Linked DNA regions of Mus musculus: regions 1 and 3 are each linked to region 2. The links are chromatin contacts, called in public promoter capture Hi-C maps. All regions are on one chromosome and are shown on one strand. The core of a region is the stretch at or near the end of the contact, and the rest is flanking DNA. Distances in the headings are between cores, read along the strand shown. Region 1 holds the start of Ctf1 (cardiotrophin 1). Region 2 holds the start of Xpo6 (exportin 6). Region 3 holds the start of Vkorc1 (vitamin K epoxide reductase complex, subunit 1).

Region 1 (4,150 bases), core at 785-3,284, 1.5 Mb after region 2:
TCAAGAAGAAAGAAAGAAAGCGGGGGCTGGAGACGACGACGTGGCTTCCTGGTTAAAAGCTCTTACTGCTTTCCCAGAGAATAGTAGTTTGGTTCCCAGCACCCATGTCGCACTGCCTGTAAATCCCCTCCAGGGGAGTCCATGCCTTCTTGTCTCCTCCAGCACCCACTCAGACGCACACATGGCCCCGACACACACTCAAATGAAAGGGAAGAAGATGAGAGTGTCTCGCATGATTTTTATTTGAAGCTGCGCTGTCACTAGATAGGACGAGTCTGCTGTGCTATGTGTGTGAGGGGTGTCTGTGACGTTTTGGTGTGACCATGTCCACCATGACTGGCAGCGTTTCCAAACGGTAAGAAGTAAAATCTCTGCTTGTCACACCTGCGTGACCGTGGGCAAGTCATTTGTCTCATTGCCTCCTCTATTATGGAATGAGTTAATGTGTATATACAAGCATTCAGGATAGTGCTTGGCACACATGAATACCCAATACATACTGCTGGTTAGTGTGTGTGTGTGGCCACTGCTGACATTGTGGCCTCACCATTCACCTATGGTGTGCTCTGCCAGTGAACTTTGTTCTGACAGTCTGCTTGTGTTAACCCTCTCACGCAGGCTTTTCCAGTTTCCTTTCTCACAAGCTCCACTCAAGTGGAAACTTCTGGTTTGGAAAGTCAGTTATATCAAATGATAGTTTGCTGGGGCACACAGGTGAAAGGATGTCTTGTTAAGCAGACACATGAAAGAATGTTGTCCTGAAGCAGACACAGGTGAAAGGTCCCATGATGAAGGAGTAGAAATGTGACCCCAGGGTCAGTGGGACACTGAGCATTGGTGTGGTTTGCTCCGCCTTGCTGTACTTCCCTAAGAACACGAGTGTATTGGTTCACCTTACATACTGTTGTTGAGCTCAACTTGTGGTTACACCACCATTGAGAGAAACCCAGCCAAGAGCTGCTCCTGAGGTTCCTGTGGCAGCTGCTGCTTCAGTGGCCTTGGGCCAGTTGGTGAGCCTTGCAGTTTCTTCAGGATTAAACTACAGCTGCTGGTTTGTGCATGGCGTCTGCCTGCCTAGAGGACTGGACTGTAGCTGCTGAGTGTTTGGTGTTTGCTATGGGACTGAACTGCTGACAAAGGAGACCAAGCTTGCCCCCCAAAGAACTATTGCTGAGAAGGTCCACCTCCCCCATATTCTAACAACTTTTCTCTTCCACTGCCTCTCATGGGTGGTGGGCAAGAGGAGAGGTTAAACGTTTATTAAAAGTAGGTTGCAAAAAGAAAAAAAATATATGCCTATACTCCTTCATCTGACGCCTCATCATCTGGGTCCTCTCTGTGCCAGAGCCAAAGACAAGAGTAGGTGCTTGGGAACCAATTATAGAGGCAAGTGTGTCCAGTCCTTTCCGTGTCTACCCCAACGTTAATGAGTTGCTGTTCGGGTGTGACCTCCCTGAAGCTCGTGCTTGCCTGTGTAGAAGGCTGGGTCTGAATGCCTTAGTACACACACAGATGTGTGCGTGCGAGGGTCTCTAACGGTAAGGTGAGGAACAGTCTCACTTCTGATCAGTGTGACAGAGAAATTAGAAGGCATTTAAGATAACTAGACCAGGGGGTGCGTGCCTTAGGTGGACCCTAATCTAAACAAGGCTTCCCTGGCCTCTCTTTGTCTTCCCCAAAAAGGAAGTCCTGCCTGCATTCTTCTCCTGCCAGCCTTGCACCTTTCCTCTCAGGTTTCCCAGCTTTTCCCTCCAAAGCAGCCAATAAACAGGCTCTACCTCAGGTCTGAGCCTGAGTCTCCTCCCAACAGGACACAGAACTGCCTTAAAGGCCCAAGTTCCCATTCACTGTGCCAACACCTGCCTCCCAATTCTGGCCCCTTCCCAGTCTAAGCTCACAAGCCGGTTACTGAGCTCTGGGCCAAGGAATTTTGACTGAAAGTAATGGTGGGAAGGAAATATTTGGGGTCTGAACTATGATTGGCCGAGCCCGAGCCACGCCCCTAGCCCTTTCCCCCTTTTTCCCCCTCCCCTCCTCCTCCCCCGGAGGGGTGTGTTGAGGGAACCTGGATAAGCCTGGGGCCAGCATGAGCCAGAGGGAGGGAAGTCTGGGTAAGGGGTTGAATGACTTGATCCTGTGTCCTTGGTGAATAGGAGTCGGGGGGATCGAAAGCTGGGGTTTGGATGTCTGTCAGCACCACCCCACCCCCAAGTCTGGGAGGGGAACGGCCTGGGCGGGGGAGAGGAGACGCCGGTGTCAGGTAACCAGCGGGTGAGTTGGGAGAAAGAGCAGGCGCAAGGAATTGAGGCTTCAGGGCCTTGGGTTCAGGGGTTAGATCACCGAATATATATGGGTGAGTACACCCTGAAAAGGGGCTGGGGTCGGGTTGGAACAGGATAATAGTGCTTCTTGAGAATTAGGAAAGAGTCAAAGCTGAAAGACTGGAGGGAGAGGCCGAGTTAAGGAAGTCTTTGATCTTCGAAGAAGCTACAAGTGACGAGAGCTCAAAATACAGGCTTCGGAGATCTCGGCTGGCGGTGGGAAACTCCGACGGAGGGGATTGTCGGGTCAGGACTACATTCCCCAGCATGCATTGGGGTCCCGGCAACATACATATTGGGAAATGTAGTCGGCTTCCCGTGGCACCACCCTCTAAACAGGGAAGGCCATCCTGTCGTTGATTCATTGATGCTGCTGAGCCTAGCAGGTCACATAGGAGCAACATGAAGGGAATAGGTCTTCGGTTTCTCTATCTGTACAAGGGGCCGGAAAGGCGCGTTCAGTGCTTCAGAGATGCTGACTGAATTCAAACAAGAGTTGGAGAAATCCAAAGATATGTGAACTTTGACCTTAAAGAGTTTCTGGATAGTATCGGTGATGTAGAGTGAGGAGTCTCAGGATCAGACAGATTCACACGGATAAAAGAAGCTACTTTGGAAGTATGAACAAATTCCCTAAAGTGGAAGGAAGAAATTGATTTGAGAATAGGGAGAACTTGGAGGCAGCACTAAGAAGGAGGTATTTGAATTTGGTCCTAGTAGTATTTCAATAGTGACCTGAGGACAGGAGAGACATCTATGTAGAGAAACTGCTTGGTGGAGATCTGGTGCCTGGGATGGGGCAGATTCTTCGTAGGTTGAATATTAGCATCCAGAGCAGAGACTCTGGGTTCAGGGAGAGCCAGCTTGGGAAAGATGGTTAAGGAGTGGGGTTTGGTTGCCTTTATAACCTCTCACTTCCTTCTCTTTCCCACCAGAAGACCACCAGACTGACTCCTCAATCTCATTCCTACCCCATTTGGAGGCCAAGATCCGCCAGACACACAACCTTGCCCGCCTCCTGACCAAATATGCAGAACAACTTCTGGAGGAATACGTGAGTAGGTGTAGGGATGGTGGAGGAATACGTGAGGAGTACGTGAGGAGATGCAGGGATGGTGGAGGAATATATAAGGAGATGTAGTGTTGGTGGAAGAATACGTGAGGAGCTGTAGGGTTGGTGGAGGAATACGTGAGGAGGTCTAAGGATGGTGGAGGAATATGTGAGGAGTTGTAGGTTGGTGGAGGAATATGTGAGGAGGTGTAGGGTTGGGGCATGGAATGAGGGTGATTGCTCACAGATGTCTTCAGCCACCCATTTCTTCCATCTCAGCCCCAGCAGTGGAAATCAAAAGTTTCTGAGGGGAATGTTAACTTTCTTCTGGCCACACAGTAAAGGACCCTGTAATATTTATTCTTTTAAATGTAACTAATATCTGTACCCATAAAAGAGACATGAGGTGGGAGCTGTGTATAAGCCCTTGAACTTAGGGAATTTTATTTTCTTAACTACTTACAAAATATCTATTTACAAGCTTGATTTTTCAACTAAACTGCTAGCTTTCTCTCTCTCTGTCTCTCTCTTTTCTTTTTTTCAAGACAGGGTTTCTCTGTGTAGCCCTGGCTGTCCTGGAACTCACTCTGTAGACCAGCCTGGCCTTGAACTCAGAAATCTGCCTGCCTCTGTTCCCAAGTGCTGGGATTAAAGGCGTGCACCACCACTGCCTGGCCTACACTGCTAGCTCTTTAGAAATCTCTTTCTAGCTGTCCTTCTACCAAACTAGTTTACCTTCCTTTTGAGCTCCTCCAAACTCAGGAGGGCTCCCTAGCTC
Region 2 (4,439 bases), core at 245-2,744:
GTGCTCAAACCCAGGCTGGGCACTCACTCATCATGGGCTAGATGCCAAACTGAGGCAGATAAAGAATCAGAGGACTAACTTCACCTTGCCTACTGTGATGGGCAGATAAGGCTCAGAAACATTAAAATGGCAAAAGACAAGCACTCAACCAACTGCTCTGAGTACACAAACCCCAAGGACTATGGAAAAGCTAAAAAGCCTGCAAGAAGAGGAGGTATTTTCCTTTCAGAGAGGTTTTTTTTAGTGGGACCTGAAAGTATGCATAGTTTTCCAAGGAAAAGGCCAGAGCAGAAAACAAAAAGAACAGCAACCAAGATGTCCAAAGACCCCACTGCTGACTCTGCCATCGTCTGTATCCGTAACCAGTAACCTCTACAAATACTACTTTAGATTTCTGCAAACGCAAACCTACCGCTGGACAGATGGTCTCCAAAAATCCAGCCAGTTCTATAACAGATTGCTTATGTTCAAATAGTGCTACTAACCCAAAAGAGTCAACTGACCTTGGGCAGAGTAATTAACTGCTTCTTGCCTCAAGTATCCCCCATTTCCAATCAGGGGGTTGATATACTAACAAAATACATACCACTGACTTAGCAAAGGAAATGACACACAGTATGCCATCAATAAATAAATGATACTGATAATCACGACTTGCTGCACAAGGGCACAGCCAACAGTGAGGCAGGGGGTTGTATCCGTGGCGCTACTCAAGACATCCAGTGGGGGTGGGGGTGGGGGCAATGGGAGCGTACAGCCGGTTGCACACCCTGCACGCATGTGTCACCGGCCAGGCTCGCACGCGCCTCTCCCCGCCTCAGGGAAGAAGAGATGGCTCAGCTGCTCTGAGGCCCACTGCCACCCCTCCAACCCGGTCCCTGGACCCACTCACCATGCTGGCCGGGAAGGGGATGGCTCAGGTGAGCTAGCTCTTGGGATCCGTCGTGTCCCGCTCGCACAGTTCAGGTCATGGTCCCGGCAGGCTCGGGGAGTCCCCCGCCCATGCAAAGACAACCGGTTCCCTACCCGGGCCCCGCCGGCACCTTTAAAAGGAGCACACGGGCCCCTTCGGGGACCCCCCGAAGCGATTCATCCAGACCTCGGCCCACCCCGGGGAAACGCAAAAGCAGAAAATGGGGTTCAGAGGCGGCTACACGAGGCCCCCCGCCTGGGCCCGACCCCCGAGAGGGAGGCTGCGGGCCCAGGCAGGGACTCCCCGGCCTCCGCGGCCCGAGGCGGCGACGGGCCTCAGCCGAGACTGAAGGGGCAGAGGCTGCCTGGGCCTGGGCGGCGCGGCCGGCTCAGGAGAGAGGCCCGCGGGCCCTTGCTGTCCTCGCCACCTCTGTCCTCGCGGCGGGCTCCCTCCGCATCCCTGCGCGCCACCAGTAGCCGCGGCTCGCCCCTCGCGGCCACCCTCTGCCAACAGCCCAACGCGCCGGAAGTGGCGAGCACCAGGCGGCCCCTCAGCCCGCGGCCTGCTGCGGCGCTGGAACCGGACCAATCCGGAATCAAGTGAGGGCAGAGGAGGGCGGGGCCGCACCTGACTGTTCACTGGCCCCGCCCACCACGTCCCCGCCCAAGAGGCCAGGGACCGCCGCGTTGGTAAAGGGACACGCGGCCATTTTGGTAAAGGAAAGGTTTCCCTTTCGTTTCTTTTCACTCATTCATTCCGCAAATCTTTTCTGAGCATCTTTCCGGACCCTGACACCGGACTAGAAGTTCGGCGATGCTGGTCTGTGCTCTCCTGGGATCTTATTCATTCAGTCCACAGTTCTGGGTCCTAGGACCAGAAAGTGTCACAGGATGAAATTGAAACACTTAGTGTCACGATCTAAATTGGCTTCATCCCTAATTCCAGACTCCAACACCAGGTGACTCAACACCCTCTTCTGGACTCTGGAGACACCTGCACCCATACTCACATAGCATACACATATATAGGTACACAAACATGCATGTAAATAAAATAAGTTTTTATGGGATATGGCTCAGCCTTTAAAGGTACTTGCCACTATGTCTGACAACCCAATCTAAGTTCAATCCTCAGAACCTGTACTGGTTTAAATAAGAATGCCTATCCCATATCTAAAGCTTAGTCATCAGAAGTGGCACTATTTGAAACCGATTAGAATGATTAGGTGTGGTCTTGTTGGAAAAATGTGTGTCACTCGGGGTGGGCCTTAAGAGTTCAAAAGTCACCGGGCAGTAGTGGAGCTTGCCTTTAGTCCTATCATTTGGGAGGCAGAGGCAGGCAGATTTCTGAATTCGAGGCCAGCCTGGTCTACAGAGTGAGTTCTAGGACAGCCAGGGCTACACAGAGAAACCCTGTCTCAGAAAAAAAAAAAAAAGAGTTCAAAAGCCAATGGCAGGGATGGTGAGATGGCTCAGTGGTTAAGAGCACCGACTGCTCTTCCAAAGGTCCTGAGTTCAAATCCCAGCAACCACATGGTGGCTCACAACCATCTGTAACAAAATCTGATGCCCTCTTCTGGAGTGTCTGAAGACAGCTACAGTGTACTTACATAGAATAAATAAATAAATAAATAAATAAATAAATAAATAAACATTTAAAAAAAAAGCCAATGGCAAACCCAGTCTCCTTTTGTGAATCAGATGTATCTTTTAGCTACTGTTCCAGTACCATGCATGTCGACCTGTTCCCTGCCATGATGATAGACGGACCATCTGAAACTGGAAGCAAGCCCCCAATTAAATGCTTTCTTTTACAAGAGTTGTCATGGTCATGGTATATATTCACAGCAATAAAACAGTGACTAAAACAAAACCCAATTGAAGAAGGAGAAAATAAATTACCACAAATTGTTGTCTTTTGACCACACTAGTATCATGCTTGCACAGGGACACACACACACATTAGGTCTCAGGCAGTCCACATATCCAGAATGAGCTCAAGATGGACTATAGAAGGAATTCTGGTGTTAGATAAAAGCCAGAATTCCTAGGAAACTTGTGAAACAAGTTCCTATTCCCCCAAAAGGAGTCCTTTCCCTTACTTCTGGCAGAAGGGACACCTGGCTCTCCACTGACTTATAGCTATGGCACTTATCAGCATATCCACGTGGCCTCCAGGCTGCTGAGGTCCCTATTCACAAGTACTTGTTACTCACTTCAAAGATTCCACACTAGCATCCTGACCCTTCTCACCTTCTCCCTCTACCCTAAAACTTCATGGCTGCTTCCCACCCCCACCTACGCATCCACCTTATAACTTAATGATTTTCCACCCCCTCCTCCCTGTCTCCCCAACTCTCTCCTCTCCAGATGGCCCTGCCCATCTCCTATCTACTTTTTCTCTCTGCTCTGGAATCTTTCAGGGGCCTCTGGATGTTTTCTCTCTTTTTCAAAAAAAAAAAAAAAAAGGAAAAAAAAAAGATTTATTTATTCTTATATGTAAGTACATTGTAGCGGTCTCCAGACACACCAGAAGAGGGCGTCAGATCTCACTACGGATGATTGTGAGCTGTCACATGGTTGCTGGGACTTGAACTCAGGACCATTAGGAAGAGCAGTCAGTGCTCTTAACCACTGAGCCATCTCTCCAGCCCCTGGATGTTTTTTTTTATTAACAATAAAACCCTTCCCCCTAATGGAGCAGTCATTTTGTAATTTCTCTACTGTCTCCCCCAGCAAATATGAAAATGTGAAAGAGAGAGAAGCTGGGGGCAGGGGGAAGGGGAGAAGGTGGTCTGTCTGAGAAATTTGGAATTATTTCTCATAAACTTAAAAAAGCTTGGTGTAGGCATAGAGGCTCATGACTGTGAGCCCCAGCAATTGGAAGGTTGAAGGATTGATATGACCGTAAGACCAACCTGGACCATAAAGACCCTGTCATAATTCACCCTCCTAAATAGTTTAGTTTAGAGATTGTCCAGATGGAGTTTTACAGTTACAGGATTACAATTTGATTCCCCCCTTCCCTTTTGGAAAACAGTAAGGTTGTTGGGTTTTTTTGAAAATTAATTTTTTATTGGATATTGTCTTTATTTACATTTCAAATGTTTTCCCCTTTCCAGGTCTCCCCTTCAGAAACCCCCTACTCCATCCCCTCTCCCCCTGCCTCTATGAGGGTACTCCCCCACCCACACACCCACTCCTATCTTCCCACCCTGGCATTCCCCTACGTTGGGACATCGAACACCCTCAGGCCCAAGGGCCTCTCCTCCACTGATGTCCAACAAGGCCATCCTCTGCCACATATTTGGCCAGAGCCATGGGTTCCTCCATGTGTATTCTTTGGTTGGTGGTTCAGTCCCCAGGAGCTCTGGGGATCTGGACTGTTGACACTGCTGCTCCCTCCATGGGGCTACAAACCTCCTCAGCTCCTTCATTCCCTTCTCCATATCCTCCTCCGGGACCCCTACACTCAGCCCAATGGTTGGCCTCGAGCATCCACCTCTGTATTTGTCAGGCTCTGGCAG
Region 3 (4,294 bases), core at 125-2,624, 1.7 Mb after region 2:
TAAACAAAAAGAAAGAAGTTGATTCTTTGCCATAAAACTGAGATTGTGAGAAATCTTTGAGGGCCCTCAGCCTCTGGCTACCTAAACCAAGTAGGATAAGCCTCCTGCTAAGTGTTCTGCTTTCTTGACTCCTTGTGATGAGATTGCTCAGTAATTAGCAGCTGGGTGTCAATTGTCTGGGTCACCGACACGACACGACACGAGGTGGGGCTGCTCTGGATTTCAGAAGACAGGTCATGAAGGGGCAAAGCCACTCACTCACCTAACAACAGCTGTAAGGTGTAGAACAGGCAACCAAATATGCTGTTGGATTGGTTGAGGACGCTGTCCGCTCCTAGCATGTGCTCCACCAGCCCAAAGCCCCGGCCCCACCTGGTGGAAGTGAAAGAAGCAGGTAAGTGGGGTAGGCCAAGTGCCTCTTGAGCTTTTTTGTAGAACAGTGATTAGCAAGAAGCTCCACCTACTAAGAGTCCAAAGGGCATTGACCTGGCATGTCCTGGGGCTCTTAGTGGCCTGTCATCACAGACTATCAATAATTTTTCAGGAGTTGGTGAGATGGCTCAGGAAAAACAAGTATCAGCTGCCAGGCCTGTCAACTGGATCGAATCCCCCCGCAGCCCACAAAGAAGGAGAGACTCAACTCCCGAACGTTATTCTCTTGACTTCCACATGCATGTAGTGGCATGCATGTGCCACCTCACAAACAAATAAATGAAAGGTTAAAAGTTTTTCCCAGCTTGATTTCGCTTTACGGTGATCACAACTGGGAAATCTATTTGCTTGGGCCTACAAAGCTACAGTTCCCTCACCACCCACTAACATTTGGTCCTCCAACCCGGACAGAGTGAGCCACTTTGTCCCCTCAGCACAGCCAATAGTCCACCCCCTCCTCCCGCTTTGTATCATCTCAAGTTTCCTCAGTCTCTATGCAATATACTGCCCTGCCTCCTCCAGTCTTCCCATCATTGGTATTTACAGTATCCTCAGAAAGCGTTCAAGCACCAGTATCTCTGTGAGGTCCAGTGTGCACGTCCGATTACCCACCAAAACCCATGGAGCCAGGCCGCTCTCAAAGTGTCCTTTCTGTGGACACTGCGACCCCAGACTCCAAAATTATCTGGTAACCTGGCCTTCAAGAGCCCCATGCTTTCCATGTCTGCACGCACCGAGAGGAGAAGACGCGGGAACAGCTGATGGCCGTGCCCACATCGCAGAGCGCGCGGTAATTTTCATCGCGGGCGCGCGCCGCCTTCACGTGCAGTGCGTACAGTGAGAGGGCTAAGCCAGCGAGGCACAGTGCAAGCCGCACGAGTCCAGGGCTCCTCCAGGTGGTGCCCATGTCGACAGTACAGCCCAGGGACAGGAGGGAAGAATCGCCACGGGGCAGGGCGGGGCCTGCTGTCACCACGCCCCTCCTACCGGAAGATTGGTCGGCCTCCGCTGGCGTTCTCCAATTCAATTGGTTATTCTTAGGCATGACAGCTAGGAATGCTGGGCTGGTAAACAGGATTTAGGAATGTGGGTAATCATTGATAACGCAGCTGCCGGGCATGATGGGAATTGTAGTTGGAGAGGCTGCAAGACATTAAGGGAAATTTGAGTATGTAGTGCTGTAAAGCTACTTTGTTTTGTTTTGTTTGGTTTTTCAAGGACAGGGTTTCTCTGTGCAGCCCTGGCTGTCCTGGAACTCACTCTGTAGACCAGGTTGGCCTCTAACTCAGAAATCTGCCTGCCTCTGCCTCCCAAGTGCTGGGATTTAAAGGCGTGTGCCACCATGCCCGGCTCTGTAAAGCTACTATTAACAGGACGGTAACACACACACACACACACACACACACAAACACAAACACACTGTCGCTATCTTCAGACACACCAGAAGAGGGCATTGGGTCCGGTTACATATGATTGTGAGCCACCGTGTGTGGTTGCTGAGAATTGAACTCAAGGACCTCTGGAAGTTCAGTCAGTGCTCTTAACTGCTAAACCATCTCCCGTTTAGCTCATTTGGGGGGGGGGGGGAGGTGAGACAGGGTTTCTCTGTGTAGCCCTGGTTGTCCTGGAACTCACTCTGTAGAAGACCAGGTTGGCCTCGAACTCAGAAATCCTCCTGCCTCTGCCTCCCGAGTGCTGGGATTAAAGGCATGCGCCACCACGCCCGGCTTAGCACATTTTTTATGACAAGTTCTGTCTATGCATCTGGTATGTCTAGAACCTACGGGTCAATAGACGAATGGAATTCCGCGAAAGCAGGGATACGACTCTGGAAGCATTTTCCCCGAAATTATTTCAGATACCATTTGTCTACAACCTGTCTTTCAAGATCACCGCCAGCCATCCCTCGTGTCTCACTAGCGCCCCTTGTGGGCAGAGGCACCCTCCCTCTCACAATAAATTCCTTTATCTAGGCCATACTTTCCTGTGATTTCCCAGACCTCTGTACCACTGTGGCGCACTCTTGGCAAAACCTGAGCCTGGATCAACCCAACAATCCCTCTTATATTATCTCCCCTTTACAAATATCCCCCCCTCCCCACTGAGGACCTGTCAGTTCTGTACTGTCTGCCTTTCCACCCTTCCCATTTGCCTGGAGTTTCTTCACCAGCTCCCTCTCCAGTTGTCTTTAATCTAATCCCTTCACAGCCAAGTTTTGGGAAGATTTTACATTCCCAGTCTTCCTTACGTCTTACTGATGCTCACATGACAAACTAGCTGCCCTTGAGCATGTCCTTGACACCTAGTTGCAAGCATGACTTGAACATTGAGTCTAATGTTTATTTTTAGAGTCAAAAAGTTTGACTTCCAAGTGATATTAGTTACTGCTTTAAGGAACTCTTTCTTCCTTGATGGCTGCCCTCTCTCCATGGCTTCTCCTTCTCGGGTCTACTTCTTTTACGTCAGAGAGTGTGGTGGATACTGTAAGTGTTCCTGCTCAGATGGGAAGGTATCCTGGGACTCGGAAGCCCAGGAACGACACAGCTGAGGAGAGAAGGTATTCCAATGGGAGGGCATCCTGAGACATGGGGGCCCAAGAGCCACACAGCTCTGAGAGGAAGCATCCTCAGCAGAGGCATTGCAGCTCCCAGGAAATGACATCCCCAGCTGAGCTGAGGAGCCTCAGCCCCACTCTGTCTCTTCGCTTCCTCCCTTCTTCTCTGTATTGCTTCTTTTGATGAGAGTCATGAAGTAGAAACTTATGGGTTCTTTGGAGAGTCAGTTGTGTTGGACGGTGTTTTGCTGTCACAAACGTGAAGAAACATTTCACTGAAGCAGACACAGGAGAGAGGATGTTCTGCTAAAGCAAGCACATGAAAGGACACATGATGAAGGAGCCTTTGCTAAGTACACACATGCATTGGCCTACCTTACATTGCTTAGTTGGGCTCTGATTGTTGGAACTCCAAAGAGAGAAACACACCAAAAACCTTCTGGTAGTGTGCTATGGCTTCTTACCATTTCCAGTGACTCAGGCTGATGGGCAGAGTGATATCAGCTGAGAAGACTCAAGTGCAGAGGGAAGCCCGAGGAGACACGTGATGTTTGGAGGTCGTATAAAAAGGACTTGATGGACAGTGACAGGAGCCAGGAGTTTGGCTTGCTCGCATAGCTAAACGTTTGTTGGTCTTGAGTCTTCGCTGATCTTCACTTCTTTGAGAGAGGCGCAGCTGAGAACATTTCCCCCTGGCATTCCTGTTGTCCCTGGTCCCTCCTGTTGACTCGTGTCAATGTGGCAGAGGCCTAGCTGTCTCTGCTAGGTCGTGCCACCACTACTGATTTGTGTTTGCTATCCTGACTCTATCGAACTGGACTGTTGGTGCATCCATGAAATGTTTGCAGGTGGATCGAGCTGCCCCTGCTGACTTGTGAACTGAACCGCTGATTTCCTGATAACGCAGATGGGATTTGTTCCAAAGAACCATTTCTAAACAGGCCAACTTCCCCATATCCTTTCTTTTCCACTACTTCTGGTGGGAGGTGGGCTAGAAGGGAGGTTAAAATGTTTTAAAACTCTGATTAAAAGTAGGTTTTGTCTCAGCACTTGAGAGGCAGAGGCAGGCGGATTTCTGAGTTGGAGGCCAGACTGGTCTACAGAGTGAGTTCCAGGACAGCCAGGGCTACACAGAGAAACCCTGTCTCGGAAAACTAAAAAGAAAAAACAAAGAAACAAACAAAAGAGATTCCATTTCCAGTTGTGACCTACAAAGAGACAGGGAAAACGAATAAATACACACAGGATAAGCTAGACACAATACTTGTCTTACTTAGGGTTTCTATTAATGTGAAGAGACACCATGAT

The links. Promoter capture Hi-C pulls out the DNA fragments that hold promoters and counts their contacts. Capture Hi-C pulls out chosen DNA fragments and counts their contacts.
Region 1: a contact with region 2 is called in a promoter capture Hi-C map of liver, with 4 times the contacts expected there. The contact joins the promoter of Ctf1 here to the promoter of Xpo6 in region 2. A contact is called at or near these places in 1 of 39 promoter capture datasets (liver) and 1 of 9 other capture datasets (liver).
Region 3: a promoter capture Hi-C map of liver shows a contact between it and region 2, with 2.8 times the contacts expected there. The contact joins the promoter of Vkorc1 here to the promoter of Xpo6 in region 2. A contact is called at or near these places in 2 of 39 promoter capture datasets (liver and pre-B cells), 1 of 484 Hi-C or Micro-C datasets (B cells) and 1 of 115 datasets of contacts at active chromatin or transcription factors (pancreatic cancer cells).

Annotation. Positions count from the first base shown.
Region 1 is chr7:127,710,669-127,714,818 of GRCm38.p6, forward strand. Ctf1 (cardiotrophin 1) reads left to right here and starts at 2,035. Exons shown (of 3, transcript NM_007795.2): 1 at 2,035-2,111; 2 at 3,257-3,375. The coding sequence starts at 2,087.
Region 2 is chr7:126,199,007-126,203,445 of GRCm38.p6, forward strand. Xpo6 (exportin 6) reads right to left here and starts at 1,495. Exons shown (of 24, transcript NM_001311143.2): 1 at 893-1,495. The coding sequence starts at 895.
Region 3 is chr7:127,894,243-127,898,536 of GRCm38.p6, forward strand. Vkorc1 (vitamin K epoxide reductase complex, subunit 1) reads right to left here and starts at 1,375. Exons shown (of 3, transcript NM_178600.2): 1 at 1,167-1,375; 2 at 263-372. The coding sequence starts at 1,339.